Linked DNA regions of Gossypium hirsutum: region 1 is linked to region 2. A link is a contact called in public Hi-C data. All regions are on one chromosome and are shown on one strand. Each heading gives the region's core, a stretch centred on a gene start, on an enhancer-like site or on the middle of the called end of the contact. The rest is flanking DNA. Distances are from core to core; before and after follow the strand shown.

Region 1 (7,105 bases), core at 2,744-5,243, 560 kb after region 2:
TCCGTGGCTTATTCTTATTCATGTAGAACTAAAAGCATTGGATATGGATACAAGTTGGGCTTGTCCTTATTCATGGACTTTTGAATCACAAGAACAGCTACTTGGCTTATTCATGCTTTTCCAGAAACACAAAGCCATTGACCAACAAAGAGAGAATCACAGTCGAGGTTAGGGTTTACTGAATCGAAGAACGTCGTGGTCAAGTTAAACTCCTGTATTACATTGAAGCATGTGTCGCCACTCGCTACGCCGTACACCTCGTTACAGCTTGGGGTGCTCTTCTTTCCTATTGGACCTGCACATTTTCAATACATTTTTTAATCATTAAATTCTAATACCAAAACATAAAAGAATGAACATTAAAAAAAAAACAAATGGTTATAATTCGTCGTGTTTTAGTTCTTGATTTGAGAGCCTACTCCCAATTCCACGGCTTTCAACCATAGAAACAATGACCAAAAGAGCAATGATCAACACAAAGTTGGTGAGCATGGAAATATTGTTGGACTTGGCCATTTTGTTGGTTTTAGCCTTTTTCCTGGATTAAACTCCTATTTATAGTAAAAATTAATGTTGGAAACCTAGAAAAAAGTGGAGAGGCCGATAATATCCGAGTGATTCCCAATTGGAAACAAGAGGCCGCCTTTACATTGTGATCTATACATATGCAGATTCCCATTCCATGGCGGATTAGACAATGACGAAAACAATGCTAATTACTAAGATGGTGAATATTGAAGCAGCATGTAAAGGAGAGGACTAGATGACTGCAATTTCCATCGCTTTGTTAATGGCCGCATTGCCCTCTGCGTTAAATGGTTCAATGCCAGCTTTAGTCAGTTTCAAGTATAAACTTCAATTTAATCCCTTTTACTTGAATAGAAACATGTCATTTTTTACCTCACTCAAAAGTTAAAAATTCAATTTAATACATAGTTTTAGCTTTGGCCCCTCAAATCTTTTAATTTTTATCTCAACCTCTATCACTCAATTTCATGTTCAAAACCAACCATCTAACCCGATTTACCTATGCATTCACACAGAAGAGAGTATGTCATCCCGTACATGATTTGCTTTGAAAGGTTACAAAAGCACTGGACAAAAATTGTTCAAAATGTGACATTTTCCTAAAGGTAATTGATACAGAACATTATTGATTATGTATGCATTTAAATACTCCTACTCGGTTTGATATCCATTTAGTGTATTACACCCCATGAAGAACAGTTTTATTCCCCTTAGGGAGGCGGCAAAATCACATTATCTACAATGCAGATAGTAACTAGCTGATTTCAAGTCTCCAATTACAGAAATTTCAGCTTCACTCTTCTTTACAACCACAAAATATTTCGAAATTTCCAGATCATTCTTCTGAGACAATACCCTTTGCGTTACATGAAATGATTTGATGGACATAAGCACGAGATGACTATATAAAACTTCAACCATACAACGAGGAAACTAATCCACTTTAAGCTGAGTCTACTCCTTCAATCTGCTGCCGAGCAAGGTATCTTTCCCTTCGCTCTTTCTGCATGACAGAAATTTACAGTTGTAAGTAATTCCATATCATACAAGTAAAATATCTATAAGAATAATTTTTCATCAGATGATTACAAGAAAACTTACCCATTCATCTATCACAAGTCCTTCCCCAATTATCCTTGGACCTGCATCCTCCGGAGGCTTTTTGCGTGCCTCAACTGCAGCATCGGCATCAGCTAATTGGCGCTTCAATTTTTCCAGAGCCTTAAACCCATAAAAATATTTAGGCCGTTTAGTTTGCTATGATTTTGATAATTTGGTATATGCATGTCAAACATCATGCAGGCGGAAAGCATTGACACGCTAGAATGAATAGGGGCACATATATCAGTGACTTATGGTGGTAATATGGTAGCGGTACTTACAGGACAAGGGCGCTTGGGATCTAGAAAAACAACCCGCAAAATTTGCTCTATTGCCACTTGATCCTTTTGCTCATCAAACTGCAAAAGACAGGCACCTAAGATTAATTACACCATTTACAAATATCCAACCTCAAATAAAAAGAAAAAAGATCAGACAGGCAGAGAAGCAATCAATAGCGTACATGGTAAAAGAATATTCTCAATTGTGCATCAAACAAATGCAGCCAAACAACCCATAAAATTGATTGAAAATCATGCTTGCCCTATCAAAATGGGCCCAAAATCAGCTTTTCAACAAGAGATTCTTATCTGATTAAGCATGATAATTGGGCATATGTCGGCTTCAAAAGTCAATTTACAGCAACACCAGGACAACTCAATGACAAAGAAAAAAAAAAATCTGCCTATAAAGCACAGTAGTTTCTTTATGTTGCAGACAAAAGGTACAAATCCCAAAAAAGAAGAATATTGGATATAGAAGTTCTGTTCCACAGTGACATTTTATGCTTCAGATTAGCACTGCTTATCCATCTGTAAGGTCACCCCATAAAGTTATGTGTTTGTAGAGAAACTCACTATTAGCCACGAAGTAAATATTATATGCATCAACAGAATATTACTTTATGTTCATCATAAGCTCACTAACATCTAAATGTAGTCAAATTAAAAAGTCTTATTATTGGTTGTCATCATGTGAATAATATGACAATACAGTTGTACAGGAGAAGTTCAACTCACCAGCTCGGGAACATACTCCATTGGACCCTTCACCTTGAGACTCATGATTTTAAACTTAACCTTGCTCTTTTGATCCATTGGCTTTTCATTGTTCTCAGGTTGCTCAACAAACTTAAAGACTAGTAAATCCATTCAAACGAGGAAGTGAAATTCATAAGAATCTTTCAGAAGATAAGACAAACATTAAATATATATTAATTCCAAATTGTCAATGTATAATCAAACTAGAATTAACGGGTGTGTGTACAGAAGGAAGCAATTACCGGTCGCAATGATGCTCTCCCCAGGTGCAAGAATAGCACCTGGTGGGCGCATGAAACAACTCTTGGGCGCTGTAGTTTGAAACTAAACCAACAGAAACAAAAGGTTCATTACAAATCAAAGCAACTGTCATAAAGCACAACATCATTCCACTTCCGTTTCTAATGTATACAGAAAACATAGACAAATAACAAAGACTAATACAACAAAGCAAAATTGAAAATTTTCAAAGGTTTAAGGTTTTTACCTTGAAAGCTGTATATGACTTGCTCGTGTTTTTTATCCTGACCGCGCTCCTCACTTGTTTGCCAGGTTCATCTTCGAAAAAGAAAACGTAATATACAATCAAGAATAAGAGAAAAGATTATTTCCATTTACTTGGAAAAATTTTATACAATTTCTTCCGAAATAAATCGAATTGAAATTTTCCTGATTTAAGTCAAAAGTATTTCAAATAAAGAGTAACAACAAATTTTAGTCCGATTATATCAGCTACTTTAATCAACAATCTTGATTCTGAACAATCTCTACTATAAAATATTTTTTTCAACTTACTGTTAATTTCAAGAAATAAGCATCAAAAGTTTTGCATAATATTGAATCAAACAAACGGGAAATTTAGAATCAGATAAAAAAGCAAAGAAGAATAGTACTTACATGGAAAATAGAGCTTATTAGCCGGATCAAGTTTGAGCCGGCGACGAGTCGGCAAAAGCGACTTGGCGACAGAGGAAACGGAGTTAGCCGAGGCATGATGGTCGGATCCTTCGAGGTGAGGCTGAGTTTGAGCGGAGGAAGAAGACGTCGTACTGCTGGTGTTCCCGGTTTGTCTAAACGGCAGCTTAAAGAACCCCCAAACTTTGCCGTCGTACGATGACTTTTGGTCGGTTTCTATTGCCATCTTATCTCAAAACAAACACGAGGGCATATAGGACACCGTTTCTTTACGTTTCGCAGAGGAAGGAACTTCCACTGCTACTCGAATCGAGAAAGTCGTGACAAGGAAATGAGAGAGAGAGAGAGAGAGAGAGAGGGAGAGAGGGGGTCGGATTTTAGAGCTTGGATTGTACTGTATTTGACTTGGGAGAATTTGAAGTCCGCTTTTCCCCTTTAAAAGTCAATCAATCTCCCAAAAACGACACCGTGTCCAATTTCAATTATTTATTTTAAAAAACCGTTGTTTCGCAGGTAATATCGTCGCCCTTTCTATAAACTGCCGCGGAAAGTAAACGATTCAACCACGACTTTCAGGGTTTTGGAATGGTTTAAGTAATTTTGGTTTGTACTTTCAATTTATTAAAAGATTCACGCGTTTTTCCGTCTTCTATTTATTCAACAGGAAACAGAAATGTCAACAATAGTTTCTTTATGGAAGAAATTTCATTATAACTTTGATTTTAAAAATACCAATTTTGGTTTTATTTATAAACCGTTTTGTTTAATTTCGAAGGATTGATTACCTTATTTATTTTTGTGTTTGAAAGTTAATTAAGGATATAATAACAGAAATAATTAGTGGGAATAACGCGGAAATTGAATCATTGCCTTCATCTGGCCGTCTTTAAGTCTTAAGCAACTAGACTAGATCAGGAAAAAACTAGTAATTTACCATGAATCAAGTTAAGTTAGGCTTCAAAGGGACTTATTTCTATAAAATTATAAGATTACTCCTTATAATTTTTATAGAATTTAAGCTTTAATCCCTATACTTAAAAAGTTAAAAATTAAATGGATTCTAATGTTGAAATTTTAATTTGTTTTTAGTTTATTTGTAAAATATTGTCTAATAAATTTTGATATTTAAAGAAAATGCAGAGTCAAGAGTTCAAATTAAAATATTAAATTTAAAAAATAGAGTTAGAACAAAAAATAATAATAAACTTATTTAAAATATAAGCTTAATTGAATAATAAGCCATTAAATGATACCCTTTCTTTGTTTGAGTAAGGTACTTTGAGTTTGATTTTTTATTGTTATTGAATTAGATACCTAATGTATAATTTCATTAAAAAGAAACTTTTCAGTCAATTAAGAGCTGCTCGTATTTAGGATTTTTTTTTAATTTGAGTTGGAAAAAGGAAATTAATTTCTAAATAAAAATGGGTAAACTACAATAGAGGTCACCCAATTATGGTTTATATTTTCTTTTTTGGCTACCCAATTATAAAAAGTTACAAAATGGTCACTCAATTATTAGTAAATTTCTTTTTTTTGTCACCCAATTAGTCAATTTTCTCTTTTTTTTTATCACCCAACTATCTACTAACTATCGTAAAAATAATTTGTATTTCATCCTAACTAATAATAGCATCATTTAAGAGTCGCCAAGAGTGCTTTGCTTACAGTCCTAGAGAAAGCAGTAATTGTTGCGGCTTGGGATAGAGGAAAGTGATGGGGACAATCGAGTGGGAGGGATGAGATCTCTCTCCTAGTAGAAGAACTCATTCAATTATCATTCAAAGGTTAAATGGTGGTACCAAGTGAAAAACCAACTTTGATCTGTACAATTTGGACAGAGAAGCTTTACAATCCAAAAAGCTTTATGGCACAGATGAAAAGTATATGGAAGACAAGGAAAAAATTTGAGATCCAGATGGTGGGGCAGAATTTATTTTTGATAGTGTTTGATTTGGAAGAAGATCTCGAGACAATTATGGAGGGGAGACCATGGCTTTTTCAAAAAAAGTCTTATATTATTTGACAGATTAACTCAACCGATGGAAAGAGCCCAGATTCAGCTTACTTCATCACTGTTTTGGATAAAGATAGGCTTATGTTTACCATAGTTTGATAAAAAATATCTTTTGCATGCAATTGGTGTAAATGTAACATCTTAAAATTTGGGCCTAATCGGAATAGTAGTTTCGGGGCCACAATTTCGACACCAAAATATTTGTTTTATGATTATTATGAGGTCTAGGATATGAAAATAAGTATGTGTTAAAGTTTCATGAAGAAATTTTAAGTATAAGGTGTCCAATTGGAAATTAGGGACCAAATTGAATAAATTGTAAAACTTGGGTTCTAGAAGCAATTAGTATGAAATTGCTATGGATTATTAATTAGGAGCTCTTAAATAGCAACTTACCCAATTTCTAAGTTTTTGGACAAAAATGGGCATGCATGGAAAATTTTGAAAGGTTATTAAGGAAGGGCATTTTGGTCATTTGGTAATAAATGAAATAAAAAGGGAAAAAGATAGCTAAAATCAGCCATCATCTTCTTTGTGGCTGTCGAAATTCTCTATATCCATAGCTAGGGTTTTGGTTCAACATTTGAAGCTTGACAGTAAGTATTCCCTAGCCCCGTTTTTTATGTTATTTATGTTTTTGAGATCCTTATAACATGTTCTCTCTATTTCTACCCATATTTCAAGCTAGGGTTCATGTTCAAAAATTTATCCATGCATGATATGCTTGTGTTTTGATGATTTATGGAAGAATATGAGAATTTAAAGGATAGTAAACAACTTTTACTAAGTAGTTTTTCATGGAAATGGCTTAAGGGACCATTTTGTAAAAGTTGTGAAAATGGGTAGAAAAATGTGAAATGAAAGAAAATGTGGGCTACTATAAGCAAGAAAAATATTCGGCTAGGCTTGGTAACTTAGAAATTGCATGCATTTCATTATACGAGCCTTAAGACTAAATTGTAAAAAGTGTGAAATGTTAGGGGCAAATTGGTCATTTTGCCCGGGGCGAGTCTTAAGCCGAAAATGAACAATGTGAGGTATTAATAATTTATTTTTACTGATATAGACCCCGAGGAACAAATTACGAAGGTCAACAGTAGAAAACGAAAGGTTTCGGAATAACCGAAATACGAATCCGAAGCAATTACCAGGTAAGTTCGTGTAACTCGAAGTAAACTCTTAATATACACAAAATGTATATATTTGAATGTATGACAATTTAGAAATTTATTGCATGATAATCTATGAAATGTGGTAGTATAGTTTAAAAGAGAATTGAAGTTTCCCAATTGAAATAAAAGGATATCTAATGGATTTCTCGAAATGAATTGACGGTAAAAAGGATCTAGCCCAGACGGGTGCTCCTTTAGTGATCGAGCCTCCCAAAGAATAAGTGTGTTGAAATGGATTTAGCCCGGACGGGTAATCCGATTAGGGTCTGAATTTAGCTGGACTGGTAATTCAGATATGAGCTCATTAGAGTACATGTCATTGTAAGGGATTT
Region 2 (7,099 bases), core at 3,895-6,394:
AAGTCAAGATCAAGATACAAGAATCTTGAGTGTCATCATTGTGGTAAGAAAGGTCATATCAAGAAATATTGCTTCAAGTGGAAGAAAGAAAACAAAGGTGGTGGTGATAAACACGACCGGAATGACGATGAAAAATCCGAGCGTGTTGCTACTGTTACTCGTGAAGATTTGTTAGTTATTTGTGATCAGAATTTGGTCAACCTAGCATGCGACGAGACTAGTTGGGTGATTGATACTGGTGCATCACTTCATGTCACGTCGAGGAAGGAATTCTTCACATCTTATACTCCTGGTGATTTTGGGGTATTGAAGATGGGTAATGATGGTTTGGTTTCGGTTATTGGTATGGGAGATGTTAGCTTGGTAAGTAACAATGGAACAAAGTTAACTCTCAAGGATGTCAGACATGCACCGGATGTCCGTTTGAATTTGATTTCTGCAGGAAAGCTTGATGATGAGGGATTTTGTAACACCTTCAGTGAAGGGCAGTGGAAGCTGACTAAAGGCTCCTTGGTTGTGGCTCGAGGAAAGAAGAGCTCAAATTTGTACTTGATGCAAGCTTTGACTTCTCAAGAGACGGTGAATGTGACACTGAATGACAACTCAACTGAGTTGTGGCATAAACGACTCAGTCACATGAGTGAGAAGGGGCTTAACTGTTTAGCGAAGAAGAATCAACTTTCAGGTTTAAAGAATGCTACACTGAAGAATTGTACTCATTGTCTAGCAGGAAAGCAGAAAAGAGTTTCATTTAGAAGCCATCCTCCTCATAGGAAATCAGAGTTGCTAGAGTTGGTCCATTCAGATGTTTGTGGTCCGATAAAAGTAAGATCACATGGTGGTGCACTTTACTTTGTGACTTTCATTGATGATTGTTCAAGAAAGCTATGGGTTTACACTTTGAAGTCTAAAAATCAAGTCTTTGAGGTGTTTAAACAGTTTCAAGCATCAGTTGAAAGGGAAACTGGGAAGAAGTTGAAGTGCATTCGTACTGATAATGGTGGCGAGTACACAGGGTCGTTTCATGAGTATTGTCTGCGACAGGGAATCAGACATCAGAGAACACCACCAAAGACTCCACAGTTAAATGGGTTAGCTGAAAGAATGAATCGAACATTGATTGAGAGAGTCAGATGTTTGTTGTCAGATGCAAAGTTACCAAGATCGTTTTGGGCTGAAGCTTTGAATACAGTGACACATGTGATAAATCTGTCTCCTAGTGTTCCTTTGAAAGGTGATGTGCCAGATAGAGTTTGGTTTGGTAAAGACGTGTCATATGATCACCTACGTGTGTTCGGTTGTAAAGCATTTGTTCATGTTCCAAAGGATGAAAGATCCAAGTTGGATGCCAAGGCTCGACAATGCATTTTTATTGGTTATGGTCTAGATGGTGAGTTTGGTTATAGACTCTATGATCCAGTTCAGAAGAAACTCGTGAGAAGCAGAGATGTTGTCTTCATTGAGGATCAGACCATTGATGACATTGATAAGACGGAGAAAGTGGATTCACAAGGTAGTGGTGACTTGATCGATGTGAATCCGGTTCCCCTAGACTCTTCACCAGATCCTATCCAGGATGTTGTGCATGGTGATGTTAGTGGTGACCATCAGACTATAGGTGACTTTGATACTCCCATGGATGATGTTGTGAATGATCAACAACAAGCACCTATAGCTCCACCAGCAGTTCCACTTCGAAGGTCTTCCAGAGATCGACAATCTTCTGTCAGGTATTCTCCTGATGAATATGTTCTTTTGACTGACGGGGGAGAACTTGAATGTTATGAAGAGGCTATGGAGAGTGAATGCAAAGATCAGTGGGTTGAAGCGATGAAAGACGAACTTCAATCCTTGCATGAGAACCATACTTTTGAATTGGTGAAACTGCCTAAGGGCAAAAGAGCTTTGAAGAATCGGTGGGTTTACAGGTTGAAGCAAGAAGAGAAGTCTTCATTTCCACGATACAAAGCTAGATTGGTCGTCAAGGGTTATACTCAGAAAAAGGGGGTTGATTTTGAAGAAATATTTTCTCCGGTTGTGAAGATGTCCTCTATCAGAACTATACTGAGTTTGGCAGCTTGTTATGACCTAGAGGTTGAACAAATGGATGTGAAAACTGCTTTTCTTCATGGTGACTTGGAAGAAGAGCTTTACATGGAGCAGCCAGAGGGTTTTGTTGCACAAGGGAAAGAGGACTATGTGTGCAGATTGAAGAAGAGCTTGTATGGTTTGAAGCAAGCTCCAAGGCAATGGTACAAGAAGTTTGAGTCTGTTATGGGGGAGCAAGGCTACAAGAAGACTACTTCTGATCATTGTGTGTTTGTTAAAAGATTCTCTGGTGATGATTTTATTATTCTTTTGCTCTATGTTGATGATATGCTTATTGTTGGTCAGAATGCTTCTAGAATTGAGAAGTTGAAACAAGAGTTGAGTAAATCCTTTGCAATGAAGGATTTGGGGCCAGCAAAGCAAATTCTTGGCATAAGACTGACACGTGATAGAAAGGCCAAGAAATTATGGTTATCACAAGAGAGGTACATTGAGAAAGTACTTCAAAGGTTTAGTATGGACAAAGCTAAAGCGGTGAATACTCCCTTTGCTATGCACTTTAGATTGAGTGTTAAGCATAGTCCTTCCACAGAAAAGGAGAAGGAAGAGATGCAGAAAATTCCTTACTCTTCAGCCGTGGGTAGTTTGATGTACGCAATGGTTTGCACGAGACCAGACTTGGCTTATGCCGTTGGTACAGTTAGTCGGTTTCTTTCTAATCCAGGCAGAGAGCATTGGAATGCAGTGAAGTGGATTATGAGATATCTTCGTGGCACTTCCAACATGAAACTTTGTTTCGGCAATGAGAAACCTGTTCTTGTTGGGTATACAGATTCAGACATGGCCGGAGACATTGACTCGAGGAGATCTACTTCAGGTTACTTAATCACTTATGCAGGGGGAGCTGTGGCATGGCAATCGAGACTGCAAAAGTGTGTTGCATTGTCCACCACCGAATCAGAGTTCATTGCAGCAACCGAAGCGTGTAAGGAGATGCTTTGGATGAAGAAGTTTGTGCATGAGCTTGGTTTTACTCAGGAGAAGTATGTCCTGTACTGTGATAGCCAGAGTGCTATTCATCTTGGTAAGAACTCAACTTTTCATGCTAGATCTAAGCATATTGATGTGAGGTACCATTGGATACGAGATGTTCTTGAAGCTAAGCTGTTAGAGCTTGAGAAGATACACACTAATGATAATGGTGCTGATATGTTGACGAAGGCCTTACCAAGAGGAAAGTTTGAAGCATGTTGTTTGACCTCCGGCATGGAGGCATTCCCCACATAGTTGGAGGGGGAGATTTGTTGGGTATGGGTCCCACTATGTGGGAAACCCATATTTTCTGGCACAAATGTTTTGCCTTCCTTTTTCTTTTGGTTTTGTCAAAAGCCAATTTTTTGGCTTATTAACGGGAGTGGACAGAAATTTTTCTGCAGAGAGCTAAAGAAAAAATAGAGAGAGAGAATAGAAAAAAATCAGATTTTCAAGCTTGGTGCAGCAGTGATCAACTCTTCGATCGAAGGTCCATCCGTGGTTCGATTGAGCTGATTTTTGGACAGCAGCTAGGTGATAAGGTGTTCTTGACTTTGTACGGTCGGATTTTTCATCCGAGTCTTGTAGCGTCGGAAATACCCATTTTTCAGCAGCTACGTTTTTGGTGATGTTCTCTCATTTTTCTCTCTTTTGCTAAAGATTACATGTTGTTAGCCTTGTCGGTGTTGAATGCTTGTTGTAGGCTTGATATTGTGATCTTGTAGTTGAACATTTGATGATAGTTGAGCTCTTTATCGGACTCTAAAGTCCCGTGGTTTTTACCCTTAATTTAGAGGGGTTTTCCACGTAAAAATATCGGTGTCTCTATTTTTTTTGTTGTGGTTGCATTAGTTGATTTGTGGTTGATTAAGGTTGCTAGAGAACATATCTTGTGCTATTGTGCTTGCCATAATTTTTACAGGAGTTATAAGGAGAGAAAGAACACCGGTTGTGCTTTCGCTTTGTTTCGGTTGTTCGGTTTCTTCCCAACATATATAACTAAAATAAGTTGTTTTAATTTTTATAATTTAATTGGCTCACAATATAAAAATGAATTAAAAATAATATAAATTAGAATTTGAACATGAATATGAATCCATTGACAGGTTAAAATCCATATTTAAAACATTTGATACTTATATTGATTTTAGTATGTTAATGTTGATATTTTAAGAGTGGCCACCATACATTATTTATATTATTTACTTTTAAAAAAAATAAATTGGATTCCATAAATTATGGACCGCTTATTGATTACCAAAAGAGAACATGAAAAATATGCTTTGCGGCAAAGGAAAACATGGAGGTTGTCAGCAATGTTTGTGGTGTGTGTACAAAACAATGACGTAAAGCATGCTAATTGCCGACTTTATTACCACCTTCTATTTGACCACCTAACATTCTGCAATTAACAGCCTGTCCTTTATATGCTCATTCTGTATATGTACTTTTCTCTTCCAATATTACGCCTGCCTTTCTTTCTTTCTTTTTTTTTCCCGCCTTTAATTTTAGGAAGGCTTCATGATTTTATTTTATTTTGATTTCAGTGATTATTAAAATATTTTTTATTTCTTGATATTTAACACGTTTTATTTATGGTTCAAAGATTAAATTTTAATTTTTATTAAAAATTTAAAATTCTAATTAATTTGTTTTTTTAGTATATGTCATTATCATGAATTTTTAAAATGTCAATATAAGAGTTTTTTTAGACAGCCAATATAAAAAATTTAATTAATTAGAATTTTAAATTTTAAATTTTAAATTTTAAATTTTGAATTTTTAATAAAATAAAACTTTTAGAATAACAAGATTATGATTTGAGTGAATAAAATTTTATATATAAATAATTAATTCTAAAATAAAATGAAGCTTTTAATGAAATAATAAAGACAAAGAAAATTACTGTATTTTAAATTCAAATTCATATTTTTTAAAATTTTACATTATTTTAAATGACAAAAATACCCTTTATTGTTTTATAAAAAGAATTGATTGTTAAAAGGAAATCAATATATTACATATGATTTGTAATTTTTTTTTGGGGGGGGGGTGGGGTTCAAAACCCTAATTAGGTTCAACGGTCTATCCAAGAAAAAAACATGAATCATTGAAAAATCTCTTAAATTAAAGAAAGAGAATAAGAAAAAATAAATTCCGAGGATTGATGGATCCAACGGACACAGGTTTTTCACAGAGACGTAGCGGTCATAATGTAGTGACGGCGGCGCAATTAAGGATCCAGATACTATTTAATATTTAATTCATTAAAATATTTTGACCAAAAATTATATAATAATGATTCCATAAATATAGTAGCACATTGCCGCCTCTGCCTTGCTCTCCAAGTCATTGAAAAAGAAAGCGAGGTAGTAAAGACCTGGAACCATCGTGTGACAACGCCACGAACCTCGCGTTTCTCATCTACTCTTTTTCTTTTTTTTTCTTCTTCTGCCTTTTTGTATTTTTAATACGTAACCGCTTTCTCTGTGATTTTCCTCCAGTTTTCTTGGTTCATATAGGCTAAACAAGTAAAAGAACAGATCTACAGAGCACCAAGATGAGGAACTTCAACTTCTTCGGGAGACTATCCAGGGCTTTTAATGATTATCCTTCTCTTTCTAAGGTCATCGTCGTCTCTACTATCAGGTGCTTTTTTCATTCCTTCTTTCTTTCTTTTTTTCCCCCATTTTTTAAGCATTTTTCTTGTGTTTATAACTTTATATACAAATATTTTATTTGCTTTTTGGTTCTATGAAGTTGTTAAGCATGACCTGAGTGCCTCTTTGTGTTTCTATTTTTTTATTATCATAGATTTAGTTTCTTAATATTGATTTGTGGTTCATGCTGTTTTTTGTTTGTAGATTCTCTCTGCATTTAGATAGGCGATTGTTTTTAGGCCCATCTGATGAATGATGTTTTTTTTTTTTGAGATTTTGAGCTGAAATTTGGAATATTGAAATGCTCTGTCAGAAGTCTGAAGAACAGAGCAAATATGTTTTGAATTATAGGGAGGAAGAGAACTGTCATCTCTGCCTAAAGGCCGGTGTCAGTGAATTATGCACGCTAGGAAAATTGAAGCTTTATTTGCTTCTTTAAAATTGTAAAGGAAATGGGAAAAGATCTAAAAATTTGTCCTGTTTGAATGTATCTGCAAAGTTTAGGAGCTTGAGTGCGTAATTTATTAATTTCTCAAGATTAGTTAAAAACGAACTGTATGTTTGAAACTTTCCATTAAGCATTCTCCTTCAGCTCTAAGTCTATTGCATTTTTTTGGTGCAGTGGTGGGAGCCTTATAGCTTATGCTGAAGCAAACGCATTCAATGGCAGTAAGGGCCATATTGCTCATGCTGATGCGGTGGCATCTAATGATGACCGTCGAATTGCTTCATCTGAACAAGTTCCCAAGAAAAAGAAGGTGGTGCTGCTTGGAACTGGTTGGGGAGGAATGAGTTTCCTGAAGAGCCTGAATAACACTAATTTTGAGGTGCAGGTTGTTTCTCCTCGTAATTTCTTTGTGTTCACCCCATTGCTACCAAGTGTTACATGTGGCAAAGTAGAAGCCCGCAGCATTGTTGAGCCAATTCGCAACATCATCAGAAAGGTAATGTGGATTTGTCAATGAAAATAAGATCTTGTATATTGTGGAAATCAGAAAAAACCAATTCTAAATGAATTCTGATGATGGTTTCCTGTTTCATGCTTGAGCAGAAAAATGTGAACATCAGTTACTCTGAAGCTGAATGCGTAAAAATAGATCCCAATAATAAGAAAATTTACTGTCGCGCTACTATAGACAGCCATTCAAAGGGGGAAGAAGTGTTTGCGGTAGACTATGACTACCTTATTATAGCTGTGGGAGCTCAGGTTAACACCTTTAATACCCCTGGTGTCATGGAAAATTGCCATTTCCTAAAGGTAAGCTCTGTTTCCGTGCTTTATTTAGTATTGGGGAAACATGTGATAGAAACCATTTTCGCTTCTCTTAATACCATTATGTTTGTTTTGTTTTGTTTTC

The links. Hi-C and Micro-C count contacts between places; a contact is called where the count stands out from the background.
Region 1: a contact with region 2 is called in a Hi-C map of callus, with 4 times the contacts expected there. The contact joins the promoter of LOC107962154 here to the promoter of LOC107945928 in region 2. A contact is called at or near these places in 2 of 34 Hi-C or Micro-C datasets (callus and leaf).

Annotation. Positions count from the first base shown.
Region 1 is chrA06:92,407,279-92,414,383 of Gossypium_hirsutum_v2.1, forward strand. LOC107962154 (vesicle-associated protein 4-2) reads right to left here and starts at 3,994. Exons shown (of 7, transcript XM_016898415.2): 1 at 3,567-3,994; 2 at 3,157-3,227; 3 at 2,912-2,993; 4 at 2,649-2,767; 5 at 1,911-1,988; 6 at 1,630-1,749; 7 at 1,096-1,531. The coding sequence starts at 3,810. The coding sequence ends at 1,472.
Region 2 is chrA06:91,846,412-91,853,510 of Gossypium_hirsutum_v2.1, forward strand. LOC107945928 (external alternative NAD(P)H-ubiquinone oxidoreductase B2, mitochondrial) reads left to right here and starts at 5,145. Exons shown (of 11, transcript XM_041115686.1): 1 at 5,145-5,450; 2 at 5,586-5,730; 3 at 6,364-6,685; 4 at 6,793-6,999. The coding sequence starts at 5,642.